Regions from separate parts of the Ovis aries genome. Here region 2 is linked to region 1. The links are chromatin contacts, called in public Hi-C maps. All regions are on one chromosome and are shown on one strand. Each heading gives the region's core, a stretch centred on a gene start, on an enhancer-like site or on the middle of the called end of the contact. The rest is flanking DNA. Distances are from core to core; before and after follow the strand shown.

Region 1 (7,332 bases), core at 2,348-4,847:
AGTTGACTCACTGGAAAAGACTCTGATGCTGGGAGGGATTGGGGGCAGGAGGAGAAGGGGACGACAGAGGATGAGTTGGCTGGATGGCATCACGGACTCGATGGACGTGAGTCTGAGTGAACTGCGGGAGTTGGTGATGGACAGGGAGGCCTGGCGTGCTGCGATTCATGGGGTCGCAAAGAGTCAGACACGACTGAGCGACTGAACTGAACTGAACTGAACAATAATCTGGCTACACATGTATTAAGGTGTAGGAGCAAATTAACCAAAATGGTGGTGGTCAAGCTCTCTCGCCTCCACGGTCTCTCACTATTGCCCCATGTTTCGTAAATACATGATTATGTAACAGCTGAGATCACTTACAGCACTGCACATGCAGGTCAAGATGTACCCGCTTGGCCACCGGCCACTTTTTGCTCTGTAAACACATATAAGCTCCACCTGAAAAGCCGTTGCAGCTACATTATAGCTGTGTCCACTGGATCAACCATGAGAGAATCCAGTGTGTCTGCTGTTATGGTTGCTACGCCAGTCAGGAGAGAATAAACATGTCTGTAGTTTCTATGGGTCCTTGAACTTTCTTCCAGCTTTCCTGCTCCCGCCTTGCCTACCCTGGGCTCAATGAACAGTGTAAACAGTGAGGAACAGTGAGGCAGAAGCACATTAAGAAACCAAGAATAAAGATTAGATTTCAAATTTTTATCACAAGTGGTTGGAGTTACCCTAAAGTGAAATATGGAACACTGGAGAACAATCAGAGGTGGTAACCATGCATTTGGTTTTAGGCCTGCTGAATTTGAAGTGCTTGTGAGCTATCCAAGACCTATCTTGGAAATGCATGTAACAAAGCTCAAAGGTAAAGCTGGATGGAGCTATACATTTAAGAGTCATAAGTGGTGGTGAAACCACCGCTACGAATGAGATCATATTCAATTACACAGTAAAAAGGAGACTTGGACTTAAGAAACTACCCTACCCTTTGTGGGCTGGACAAAGGAGGATGAGTCCCTCAAAAAGAAAAGAAAAAAACAGCTTTTTTGGATTTTGAACCATACTCGTAAGTCCTCTTTTTAAAAAAATTTGATTTAAACCAGTAATCTCAGAATGTTGAAGGCTTCCCAAATTAAACCAATTCATCAGAACTCTTTTCAAAGATAGGTCACTTTCAGAAACCATCTGGAAAATTCACAGTACCATTCTACTTGCTGCTTGAAAATACATCAATATACAAAAAGCTATCTCTTCCAAAATATATATGACCTCGGCGTACTGCAGTTTCCTGAAATTACCTTCTCTCTCTTTTGCTCAGGGCTTCACCATATGCTGTTCTTCTGGCCCTCTTTCCCCGAGATGAAGATTTCCCTAACTTTCCAAAACTTGGCTAAGTGATCTTTTTTCTGTCCATCCCAATAATATGTCATAGTGCTGTATGTTTAATGTGTGTACTGTGTGTTTAACCATTAGATGTCTTTTTCACTGTTGTATATTTAGTACCTAACAAGGCTAAATTTTTAGAGACACATCTATTCTGCAACTTTGAACAGTTAAAACCTAATTTGGTTATCAGTCCATTGCCTGGCGTGCAGCTGTCCATGGGGCCGCAGAGTCAAAAAGATGGAGCGACTGAACAACCACTGCTGCTGCTGCAGTAAGTCGCTTCAGTCGTGTCCGACTCTGTGCGACCCCATAGACGGCAGCCCATCAGGGTCCCCCGTCCCTGGGATTCTCCAGGCAAGAATACTGGAGTGGGTTGCCATTTCCTTCTCCAATGCATGAAAGTGAAAAGTCAAAGTAAAGTCGCTCAGTCGTGCCCGACTCTTAGAGACCCCATAGACTGCAGCCTACCAGGCTTCTCCGTCCACGGGATTTTCCAGGCAAGAATACTAGAGTAGGTTGAACCACTGACAACCGTTCAAACGTTGACTTTCCTCTAGAGGAATGACTCAAATGGTAATTTGTAAACAAACAATTGAATCTTTAAAACGTACTAAATTTTGGAGATTCTTTTCATACGGTATCCTTAAGGCCTGCAAAAATTCATATTTAGGAATACCAGGGATTCTTTCCCCTTGAGTCTCATACAAAATGGATTTGACAGCTTTCTTTGAATACCTGGCTTGGGATGTCATTCCAGCAAGTAAAGCACCTAACACCCTTGTACAATAGCAAACAAAGACCGCAACTGCACAGGGATACCCAATCCATCACGCGCGAACCCGCTTGGCAGGACGGAAGCAGAGGCAGCAGAGTAGAGCACCGGTTTCCACAGCATCCCCCTTGTCTGGTCTTACTCCTCACCCTCCGACCTTCAGGATAGCGACCATTCCCAAATTCTCGCCTCGACGCGGGAGAACTGGACACCCAGACTAGCCCTTCCCAATTTAGATTACTCATAGAAGTCCCCGGACTAAGGCTTACAGTCCTAGATGGCTCGGTTTCTAAAATCCCAAAGGAAATGGAGGAAGGGAAAAAATCCTGTCAAGGAAAAGTGGCAGCCAAGCCCACAGTGCTCACCAAGCCGACGCTCTCAGTCAGTCCTTGTCAGCGCTAACCGTCGGCTCGCAGGCCACAAAAGGCAATGTCGCAGTGGCTCTTGGGGGCTGTAGTTTTTGTCGCAAACGAAATGCGCAGACAGCACCCAAACTACCTTTCCCAGAAGTCAATGCGAGCACGCCCTGCTTCCTTAAATCTGGGGTTTGGCGTAATAAAGACAGCGTTCTTATTTTTAGACTGACCTTAAACTTAGATTCAGGCACTTTCAGGTGTACGTCTGTGCACACTTTCTTTTCCCTGTTTGTGTTGTCTGTGATAGGGTATTTCAACCTCCCCTTACTTTTTCTCCCTTTTTCGGTCCAAGGAAGCCAAACGCCAGGGGCTAGAAAACGCTCCCCGGCGCAGATTAAGTGCCTCTTAAAGCGCATGCGCCTTGCTTGCTGTCACGCTTGCGTAGCAACCGGCAGCGGTTGGCGGCCGCGCGCGGACTTGGGGTCTGGAGGTAGCCAGTGGGTGGGCGGGGCTTTTTCCAATGGCTTTGCCTCCGCGGGTCGCGTCTACTAGGGCGGGGAAGAGGGCGCAGGGGCAGGGGCGGCTCCTGGTTTGTGCCGGGCGGAGAAAGGGGAGGGGCTGGGGGGTGAGGACCCCATCTTCCCTCCCCGCTCCCGCCCTCTGGGCAGAGCCCCACAGATGAGGCTGGGCGAAGGGGCGGGCTCTGTGCCGCGGGCCCCGCCGCTCCGCCAGCTTCGCGGCCCAGCCCTGCGCTCGGGGATTGCGGGGCTGCCCTGTCCCCGTCTGGCTTGGAGGGCGGTGGGCGAGGACGCAAGGATTGGAACAGAAGCGGCGCCTGCCCAGGGCACCCGGAACCGTTAGGACAGGAGACGCTTTTCCTCCAACGCTACCGAGACAGCAGGCTGCACAAGACTGCCGCCCCCCGGGAGCGTCAGGGTCTCTGGCCGTGGCGGCCAGCGAGCCAGGGTTCGGCAAGCCTTCCCAGCCAGCGCCCGGCCGAGGGGGAGGAGCTGCAGAAGGCGGGGACTGGTGCCGGAGGAGGGGCGGGGTGGGAACGCTCCCGAGAACACCGTGGCTGCACTGACAAAAAACACCGAATGGCTGGAGAGCGTTCAACTGTTACCAGCCTTTTTGGGCAGAGCACTGGTTTGACAGCTCCCCAGCGTGAGGATATCCGCTGACCCCGCGGGTCGCAGGAGAATACTTTCCCGACACTGGCTGTGCAGAAAGCCAGCGCTTGTAAGGTTTCAACTTGCCAACTTTTTTTCCAGTCTCTGGCCAGAAGACTGCCCCTCCGGGTGAAAGGAGAGGGCGAGCTCTGTCTTGTAGCTCGAAGAGACGCTTCTGGTTCCAAATGTCACCCAGACGTGTTTTTTCATGACGATTCTAGTTCTCTGATTCCATTCTTATATTTCTCGTTTTAAAAATATAAAGTGCTTTGGGGGGCATGCTGAAAGTTAACTGAAGACGGCAAAGAAAAAACTCCACTGTTGTCATGGCTGAAGGAGAGAATGAAGTGAGATGGGATGGACTGTGCAGTAGAGATTCAACTACTAGAGAGACAGCTCTGGAAAACATTAGGCAAATCATTGTGAGAAAAACCGAGTGTCTTCGTTTGGTGAAAGAGACACCTTATCGGAGTCCAGCAGACGGCCTTTCAAATGCGGTTTCTTTGGATGGATTGAATAAGCTTCTTGCTCATCTGCTTATGCTTTCTAAGAGGTGTCCCTTTAAAGATGTGAGAGAGAAAAGTGAGTTTATCCTGAAGAGCGTCCAGGTAAGAAAGAGCATTTTAAGTACAACTGTTTATCTAGTACAGTGACGTTTACTTGCAGATATTCACTTTGTAATTGCTTCAAGTAAGTTGTTATAATTTGAATTACCTTAAATTTAGAGCGTTCTGTAAAACGTTTAATTTAGGGTTAAAATTGGACAAGGTGAACTAAAGTAATTTTCAAGTACAACTAAATGAGTATTGTCTTTCTGGAGAGTTTTAGCAGAAATGCATTCTTCCTGGGAAAAATACTTGAAAATTACAGTTAATTACAAGTAAATACTTGCATTTCTTTATATTCATTTTTACATGTTGTTGGAAACTGTAGCCAGTATGCTTTTCATATTGTTACAAACAATGTTCCATGTGGAAAGTTTCACGTTTAAAAGATTCTAAAATGATAAAGAATGTTAAATGTTTCCTAGTCAGCTTGTTCGAGATAACTGGTGAAACAATTTTCTCTTGTTCTTAAAAACAAAACAAAAAACCCCAGAATCTGTTTCCTAAATGCAACCTTTCTTTTCTGAAAGAAAGAATTATATAAATAATAAAAGCCCATGTTGTAAAGGAGCTGACATCTGCAGATTGAAAAATTGGATCCAGGTTGAGTGACTGATAGACTCTTATGGTCAATTACTTAACTAGCTCTCTCTGTGTTTGCCTAAGTTTGATTCTTTTCTTTCTCACATACATTTCTATTTAAGTTGTAAAAAATTAAGAATGTTATAGTTTTCCTTCTGCTCGTACATATTCAGTTTATCTTTTTTTATTTGAAGTTTTTTTTAAGAATAAGGTTTTTTAGAAATTAAGAATGGTCAAAATGCTCTTTATGTTTCTCTGTCTAAATTACTCAATTCACATGTGTTCAAAGTCATGGCACCAGAATTTTTTTAAATGTATGATTTACTTGGGTGTGTATATATATATGTATATATATATAAGCTAAGATGAACAGTTTTTCTGTTCTGGTTTGAATTCAGTTTAAAGCAACAAAAAAATAATAATGTGCATAAAACATAGACTCTTTAAAATCTTGGATATTTCTTTTCACAAACAGTGGAAACAGTTGTTACAATTTACATTTATCCAGAGTTACTAGAGAGGAATTATTATTCCAGCGCTTGAAGTTTACCCTTTTTAGCATCAAAAGTTATTTCTCTATCTTGGTGACTACAACAGCCATTCCTTTTTTCATAATGGGGTCATCATTTTGCATATCAAGTACATACTGTTGTACAGTTGAGGGTGGAATGTATGTATAGGACTCTATGATCCACTTTGAATTTGTATGTTCAATTTTTATAGTTTTTCTGTTCCTTCCCTTGCTGTCAGTATTCTTCATTTCAGCCTCCTCTTGAATGCTTTATTTTGCTACTTTAAAAGTACTAGAATGGGAAACCAGATAGCCAATTTTGTTAAGAGTTAGATTGAAAACTGAAGTAATTAGGCTCTGGAGATTACAAGTTCAAAGGACTGACATAATGGTAAGTAAATGGGTACCGGTATCAAACCTGGGCTCAGATTCTCCTCCTTTATTAATATACTGTATAACCTTGAATGAGTTATTTAACTTCTCTTAGCTTGGATTTCCACATCTATAAAATGGGTATAATAATACAGAGGTGTGTTATTATAGTAAATTAATATTATAAAGGAGCTATAAAATGCCCTATATGTAATGGATGCTTCTGTCTTCTTCCTTATTTTTTAAAAAAACATTTATGTATTTGTCTGCATGGGCACTCAGGACCTTCAGTCTTCCTTGCAGCATGTGAGATCTAATTCCCTGAACTGGGACCTAAACCCAGGCCCCCTGCATTAAGAATGAAGAGTTTCAGCCACTGGACCATCAGGGAAGTCCTTCCTCTCCCCTTTCATAAATGAAATACATGGACTATGTGATATGTATTTTAAGACTCATTCATTCTGCAAAAGGAATCAAGAATCTCTAATATGAAGTTTTCCTGTCAATTTATACCTTCATTTTCATCTCTGCATCTATTGTACATCATTCCAGCCACAATTCTAACAGGCACTTTACTTATGTTGGGTTATAATCACATATTTATGTGTCTGTCTCCCCTAGGAGGGCTATAAGTTCTCACAAGTATTGACTGTGACTTGTAAGCTACTAAATAAATATTGTGTCTTAGTCTGAATAGGTGAAGTTACTATTAATAGATAAGGGATTTTCCATCCCTACTTCATTCATTCCTGCCTTCATTCAACAAATGTTAATTGAACCCCTGCTAAATGCCTTTCTAAGAACTGAGAATCAGTGGTAACAATTTTGACATTCTACTGAAGGGAAACTGACCATAAAGAAGTAAACAAATAAACAATGTAATTTTAGATAATACAGGAAGACTTTATGAAGAGATGGCATTTAAGCAGAAATGAGTAAGTATTATCCAGGCAAAAATGAGATTGTGAGGGGAACATTCCAGATGTAGGGAATAGTATATGTGAAGGCCTCATGGTAAAAGAGATCAGGTGAATTTAGGAGTGGAAAGTAATGCAGTTTGAGGAGAGTGTGAGAGTTTAAATAGATGCTTAGGAGTCAGAGCTGACTCCAATACTATAATAATTCTACAACCTTTGGTAAGTTACATAATCTCTCCTTGACTCAGTTTTCTTATCTGCAGAATGAAAATGAGAATAGTTCATGCCTAACAATGAGAATAAAATGAAATAATGCTTACAAAGCATAGCACAGTGCCTAGCAAATAAGAAACAGCATGAATCTAGGAATTCTTACTGTTTTTAGGCAGGAGCCAGAGAACAGAGTACCATGTTCAGAGTTATAGACTTCATCCTAGGAACAATGAGAAGCCACTGAAGGGCACTGAGCAAGATGGTGACATGATACATGGTGTATTAGAAGCATCACTTTGGAAGAAATTTGGATAATAGATTTCAGGGGTCGAGACTGAATGTGCAACAGTAAGGAGGTTGTTCACTGCTGCTGCTGCTACTAAGTCACTTCAGTCATGTCCGACTCTGTGTGACCCCACAGACAGCAGCCCACCAGGCTCCGCCATCCCTGGGATTCT
Region 2 (7,332 bases), core at 2,402-4,901, 550 kb after region 1:
AAAGTCATTAACTTGAAGAATCAAGATCTTCACCTATAAAATAAGGGGACTGAACTAGATCAGCAAACCTCGTCCTGGCTGTACATTAGAATCACCTAAGAAACTTCAAAAATTAAACAAAAACAACCTCACCAACCAATACCCTCACATCGGCCCAATTAAATCAGGTTCTCTGGGTACTGATATTTTTTAAAAGCTCCCAGATAATTCTTACATGCAACCAGAGCTTTGATTCACTGGTCTTGATTCTGATCGCTAAGACCTCTTTTCTAATTCGCTCTATGCTCTTAGGGTGATAATTCTAGTTACAAGATCTCATTAATACAAAGGCCCAAAAACTACAAAAGAAGTAAGGCCTAGGTGCTGCATACTACACCTATGTGCACACATGACTGGCAGAGGTTAACCTGAATTCTAGACATTTTTAGAAGTTAAAAACCTGAATGTAAAACGCAGAATGAAAGTAGCGTGGTTTAAAAGCACACACCTGCTTCCAAATGACTAATCATGATAGGAATCAACTCCTGAAACTTGGATGCGTAGAAATAGGTCACAATTAGCTCCTGACCTCTCCCTTTTCCCTCTCTTCCACCTCCACTAAACCACAAGCACAAAAAAAGCTTGGCTATTACTCATAATCGGAATGTGAAACCACAGCCCCAGTTTCAAAGGGCCTTCTCCATCATCAAAGATTTGGAAGTTCTTGCATGGCTGCATCTTTTGGTAAAGATCATCTTGCAAAAACTCTAACTCAATTATATCTCTATAGTCTTCAAGGATTAGTTATCATGCGATAATCAGAAATGGACCTGGTGTAAAATTTTAAAGATAAAATATTCATAAAATATGCACCCAGTATTAAACATATGACTGCTGGACAGTTTCAATTTATAATGCTTCATAAGATTTTAGTTAAAGAAAAATGAGATAGCAGAGAAGGAAAAAACAAACCATGAGACCAAAAAGAGTTAAGATATAAAACCACGAAGTTTAAGACTAGGCCCCAAATCTCTATTGCAGATCCTGTAAGCTACGTGAAAATATAATAAATTCAGTATCAATTCATGGTTATTTTTGGTAGCCACACTTTCCCACATAAGTCTTAAAAAAAAACTTTCAAATGCCATAAACTGGTATTATCTTTAACCATAAACATGATGCAAGAAATATTACTTATGGAAAACTACTTTCATAACCTTAAAAATCATAAAAAAGGTGAAAACCCTTGCTATGTTAACTTTCTAACTAACTTAAAGCTAACTTTTAACTAACAGATTCTCTGCACCAAATCCAAAATTTGTAGGACTAAATTTCAAGTGTGAGAAATTTGGAAAAGACTCCACACCCCACCCAATCCATCTTCTTAGATCCCACAAATTCATCCCTTCCTAACACTATACACTGAGATCAACCCTTGCTATCCACTTGAAAACTCAATTTTTAAAAGTATCACATCAGCACTGCTTTGAAACAGAATTCTCATCCTTTTCATAAATATCCTATTATCACAAAACTGGCATTCTTTTGCAAAGCAATACAACTGAATCGAACCTAAGATTCATAATAACAGCGTTTGTTCAAGGATGAGATAGATTTGTGGAACAATATCAAAGCACTTGTTTTCCTTTTAAAGTATCAAACCCTTTCCCTATACTAAGCATAAAAAAATTTTAAGGCATATTTCAAGATTTTTTTAAACCAAATTAAAAGTCAATGACACTAAATTCTTTAGCTTTTTCATGTACTAGCTCCTCTCCAGTGCTTCAGTTCTCCACCTAAGGTCAAACTGTTCTTATTTTATACACCCACTGGAATCTAGGAAGTACAGAGCTCCCCAAAGACAACAAAGGAAGGGACAGAAGGAGGAAGCAACCACCTTTTTAATTAAAAAAAAAAAAAAAATCCAACTTGTTACTAGAAGCAACAGACAGAAAGATATGTGTCTACAGCTGCACAGGGCTCCCTTTAGCCTGGTATGCATTCCTGTCTTGGGAGATGTGGCCAGGAGGATGAGGTGCAAGAGCAAAGCCGCTGGGTATCAGCGGCCCAGCAGGGGCACAGGAGTTAATCTCTTTGGATGCCCAATTGCAGGAAGTCATTACATCATAGGCCTTTCCACACCTCTCTCCCTACCACGTGTCCAGTGCCCCAAGAGGCTGAAAACGAACAGTAGAGAGCCTCTCTTCAGGTTCACTTACAGGTAGAAGCCATTACGGTCCAGCCCTGCCAGCAAACCTCCCTCCCCAAGGCCCAGGTGAGGCGCCAGGCGCGGGTCCTGGGCACCTGGACCCTCTGCCTCAAACAGCGCCAGAATCCGGACCTCTGCGCAGAAGCCAGCAGGTGCAGCGAGTCCCCGCTGAGGTAAAAGGGCTGGCCCGTGCCAGGCCCCAAAGCACCTCAGAAGCTACCTGCTGTAGAGACATCTCTGAAGAACAGAGGTGTGGACACAGGCAAGGAAAGGAAACCGGCCAGGAAGAGGTTTACAACCACCGCTTTTTGTAATTGGATTGATGTGCCTGTGGGAGCGAAAACCCCACAAGCCCGAAAACTTGGGCACAAGGGTTCTCATCCAGGTAGTCACAACACACCACGCTTCAGCGACTGACTTAAAACCACAAATCCACTCCTCCCAACCCGTTCCCTCACTCCCCCCGTAGTGGCCTCGCCGCACCCCCACGATGGGGGACTTCTACTCCCAAGTTGGCCGCAGACCTACCTTCTCTGCGATGACCCAGGAATCCGGCAAATTCACTCCGGTCCGTCTGTCCTTCCCTCGCCGGTGTCCCTCAACCCCTCGCCTCACCTGGCCATGCCTGAGGTTTCCCCAGGAGCCTTCTCTCCTGCCACCTTCGCGGCCGTCCCCGGTTGCCCCTCCTCCGGGATCACACAAAACCCCCAAAACCTCACAGCGGAGGCTCTCCCTGCCAACCCCTCTCCCCCGCGCCCTCAGGAGCGCTCCGTCGAATCGAAGACGCGCCTCGCACTGCGCAGGAGGCCCGGCGGGTCCGGCCGCCCGCCCCAGGTGGGTACGCACCTTCCAGCCGGCAGAGCTGTTGCTGTCGCCCTTATCCTTGAAGTAGGGCACGCAGCGCACCATCCACTCATAGATCTGGGACAGAGTGAGCCGTTTGTCTGGGGAGCTCTCGATCGCGCGAGTGATCAGGTCGGCGTAGGACAGGTTCCCCCAGGCGTTCCTCCGCGACGAGCATTTCCTCGGCTGCCCGGAGCCCCCAGCCGTCCCCGGCTGCGGCGGTGGCAGTGGCTGCTGAGGCTGCAGCGGTGTCTGCGTTCCCCCGCTCAGCGCGCCCGCCGCGGGGGCTGGCCCGGACCCGGGGTCCTGCCCTCCAGGAGCCAAGAGCCGGGCCGAGTCCTCCAGGAGTAACCCAGAGCCCAGCGGGCCGCCCCCGCCGCCGCCGATCGCCATGGCCGAGCCGGCCCTACCGCCACCGTCCTCGTCGTCTTCATCGTCCTCCTCCTCGGGGATCATGGAGTCAGCAGCCGCCTCCCCAGAGGGCTTGGCCGGGCTCCCCTGGAGCTCCGGCCTCTGCAGGGGCCACGTACAGGAGCGCGGCCGGCTCTGGGGCTCGAACTCCGGGTCCAGCTCCACTTCGAGCGGAGAGATCGGGGCCGGGGAGGCCGGCGCCTCTGCCATCTTCGCCGCCCGCCCGCCCGCCCGCGGCTCGGGCTCTCGCGCTCTCCTCTCGCGCCGGGGCGGGGTGCGGCGGGGGAGGGACGGGGGCGCCGAGAAGGCTCGGGCTCCCAGGCGGCGCCGCCGCCGCCGCCGCTACAGCCGCCGCCTGGGGAAGCACGAGAGGAGAGAGAAGGAGAGTTGGTTATCCCGGGCTGGAACCCAGTCTTCGGCGAGTCCTCGCCCGCCGTCGCCGCCGCCACCGCTTCGCGACCGCACCGCGCCCGCCTCCCAGGAGCAGGCAGACCTGGAGACGTGCGTCCCGCGAACCTGGCGCAGCAGACGCCGCCCCCAGACCAGGCCGCTGGGGAGACGGGAGCGAATCGACGGGCTCGCACGGGGCACCCCCTCCCCCGCCGCCGCCGGAGCTGCAGGTCTCTCCTGGGCTAGGTGGCTGGGCGGGGAAGAAGGGGGAGGGGCGGGGCGGGGGAGGGGCGCGGGCCGCGCCTTTAAAGCGGGCAGCAGCCGGCGCTGGCGCAGCCCAGCTGCGGTCCGAGCCCGAGTCCGGGCGGGCGGGCGTGCGTTTGTTTATGTTTCGCTCGGGCCCGCTCAAGTGCTTCCCGCGACGCCGCCGCCAAAGTCTGTGGCGTCTTCGGCTCTTCTTCCAGTCCCCGGCCCTGCTGCCTCCGCGCCCCTCTGCCACCCCCTCCCAGCGGAGGGCTCGAGCCCGGGGACGGCGCGGGAAGCTCCTTATTTCCCTCTCTGCCCGCGGGCTGAGAGGGCAAGCGTGGGTCCGAGCGCAAACAGGCCCTTGTCACTTCCAGAAAAAGGGGAAGCCGGGAAAAAGGAGGGCAAGCAGCTCGGTGGGTATTTGCCAAGGGTCGAGCCGAGCGGCAACGGCCACTTTCGGGGTTTGTGAGGCTTATTCTCCCACGGGCGTTGTGCCTTACACCCCCTTCCCAGTGAAGAACGGGAGAAGGGGGCAAGTCGGAACGTAAATCTTCCAACAGGTCAGGAAGCACCAAGTCTCCCGGGCCGCCAGAAAGCTCAGACCAGCACGTTCTTCACCTCCTTGCTCCCGCTGCTGCCATCTTGACAGTTTCCCCCCCTTCACTCAAGTCCTTTAAAAACACTAGCGGGAGAGAAGAGGGGCGCGCACACCGAGTCACGGGGAGGGAAAAGGGAAGCGCCTGGCCCAGCTCAGAAGCAGATCCGGAGTCGCCGGGAAGGCGGTCGACCCGCTCACAGCTCCGGCGCCTACCTCGGTTCCTTCCCCTCAGGGACGAGGGGGGAGGACGCACAATCCCGCGCGGGCCTGGGGCACGATGAGGAAGGGGCGCGCAACCTCGGCCGAGAGGCGCTCCGGCCGCCGCCGCAGCCCGCCTGAGAAACCGCCTGTCAGCCTGCGCCCCGCCGCCTTCCACATTCCTCCTCCTCCCTTCCACAAGCAGAGCGGCCGAGGCAGCAACACAAAGTTATAGACACACGCAGGGTGCCTCAACCTAGGCTGACGGCGGGCGGGCGGGCAGGTCCCCGCCCAGGGGGAGGGCTGGGCGGCGAGCCGGGTTGTGCTCGCGTGCGTGCGTGTGTGCGCGCGCCCGCGCGCACGCCTGCGCGACCCGGTTCCGAGAGGCTGCAGGCTTGAGTGTCAGGGCGCGCGCCGGGACCGAGACTCGGCGGGCTCCTCCTCCCTCCTGCGAGCCTCAACAACAAAGCACGGCGCTGGCTCAGGAGACGAGGGAGGGGGGCCAGCAGAGCTCCAAACGCTCAACGAGCGCAGTCGCGTGGCCTCCCAGACTCCAAGCAGGACGCCTGGCACCCTCCCCAGCGACGAAGGGTCCCCGTCGCTCCGCCAGGCTCTGGGCCCGCCCTGGTGTCCGGTTCCCCCATTAGAACCGGACACCAGGTAACACCCGAGATAACATGCTGACCGCAGGCGGCAAGGGTTACCTCAGCGTGAAAATACTGGCAAGCGAAGATGTTGGTGTCCTCAGGACTTCGATAAGCTGATGCTCTCAGATTTGATCAGGAACCAGGAGGTTTGCAACTGAGTCTCTAACGTAGGACACTTGACTGCAGTCGTGTTTCGTTTCGCATGAATTTCATGGCCAGCGAGTGGAGAAGTGTAACTGACTCGGGAGAAAAGCAAATTATTCCATATTCCTAAATGCAAGAACAAATTCTGAACAACTGTGAAGGGGAAATAATGAGTCTAATTTTTAAATGACGGCAAAGCAGCTAACTGTGCTTTTTTAAACTTTTTAAAAATAAAGACACTTCTTCAGGTTTAGAAAAACATCTTCACACGTCCTTATCCTACGACAGTACCCAAGTCGTTCATTCGTGCACTAAGAATGCACTACATGCAACACACACACCGAGAGTCTATCAATTTTGATTTATAAATATCCCGCCCCATCCTTCCAAGTCACGAGAAGTATCTTAAGCAGTCCAGAGCGGTCTCGGCAACAACCGCATACACAAAAAGGTCCAACTCAGCGTAGGCAGGAATGCGCCCATCCACCCCAGTCCATGCTCCGGGCTTTGCGCAGGACCCGTCACTCAAGTGACGCGCGGCCCCGCCCCTGCACCAAGCTAGTTCGACGCGTACAAACAGATGATGTCATTGTATCCACAAGCGCGTGACCCGGGATCTCTGCGCCGAATTGCCATTCGCTGCGCCGCTCAATCGTCAAGCCATGCCGCGCTCTGACTGGCCGCGGCCACCCGTCTCCAGGCCCCAGACACCCCTCTCCGCCCCCCGCCTCCGCCCCCCCATCAAATAATAAACAATCGAGTAAAATTCGATGGAAGGGAGGAGAGGACAGAGACGGCGAACCCAGAAGCCAATCCTTCGCGTGCTGACGGAAGGGAGAGTTAAAAGGAGGAGGGTTTGAGAGGACCGGGTTGCGGGGGGAAGGAGCAGACCTGAGGCGATTTGTCCCGCCTCGATGAGGTGGCATCTGGGGAGGAAAGTTGGAAAGCACTCTGCGGGGCACGCCTGGTAACGCAGGGGGGCTCTAGGGCCCCGGAGCGGCAGGGCTCAGGACTCCGCGGTGGTGCGCTGCCAGCTCAAGGGGCGGAGATTGGGCCTCGCTAGCGCTGCGCAGGCGGAGCTGGCAGACACGTGCGGGAGGAGGGCGGACGCGCGCCGCACGGGCTCGCCCCGGGCACGCGGCTCCGAAAGACGCGCGCGCTTGTTTACCAGCGCACGTGGGTGTTATTTTTAAATGGAATGTTGTGCTGGCAGCTCGGTCGAGTGGCTGGCGCGTGGGGCTGCCCGCGCCGGCTGGGGGACGCGGCGGGGCCGCGCCGCGGCCTCTTTGAGCGCAGCTCACGGGACAGCAAGGCTGTCCCCGCTACGGGCTTCCTTTGCAGACGGCCGTTTGGGTCTGATTGGGAGTTTCGCGCGCTGTTACGTGAGAGTTTCAAGCTTCTACGGAGACAACGTGTTCTCGCTGCAGAATACTGCCTTTTGTAAGCCCGGGCTCGGCTCCCTTATTCACATTCCGGAGCAAAGCCACCTGTTTCTTTTCATCCTGGAGGCCGCGCCAGGCTAGGCTCCGTGGCCACCGGCTCCGGAGCAGATTTCAACACACTTAACGCACTAAACACCCTTGTCTGTGCCCTCCTCCCTTGCTCCGAATGTCCCCAGTCCATCTGTACCTGTCTCTTGGGTGGACATCTCTGCCCGCGAGTCGCTG

What was found. Hi-C and Micro-C count contacts between places; a contact is called where the count stands out from the background.
Region 2: a Hi-C map of liver shows a contact between it and region 1, with 2.9 times the contacts expected there. The contact joins the promoter of FOXO3 here to the promoter of SESN1 in region 1. A contact is called at or near these places in 2 of 16 Hi-C or Micro-C datasets (hypothalamus and liver).

The regions. Positions count from the first base shown.
Region 1 is chr8:28,366,616-28,373,947 of ARS-UI_Ramb_v3.0, forward strand. SESN1 (sestrin 1) reads left to right here and starts at 3,598. Exons shown (of 9, transcript XM_012182656.4): 1 at 3,598-4,282. The coding sequence starts at 4,001. All of the region lies in intron 1 of CEP57L1 (centrosomal protein 57 like 1), which reads right to left.
Region 2 is chr8:28,919,345-28,926,676 of ARS-UI_Ramb_v3.0, forward strand. It overlaps FOXO3 (forkhead box O3), which reads right to left and starts at 3,652. Exons shown (of 2, transcript NM_001267889.1): 1 at 3,035-3,652. The coding sequence starts at 3,652.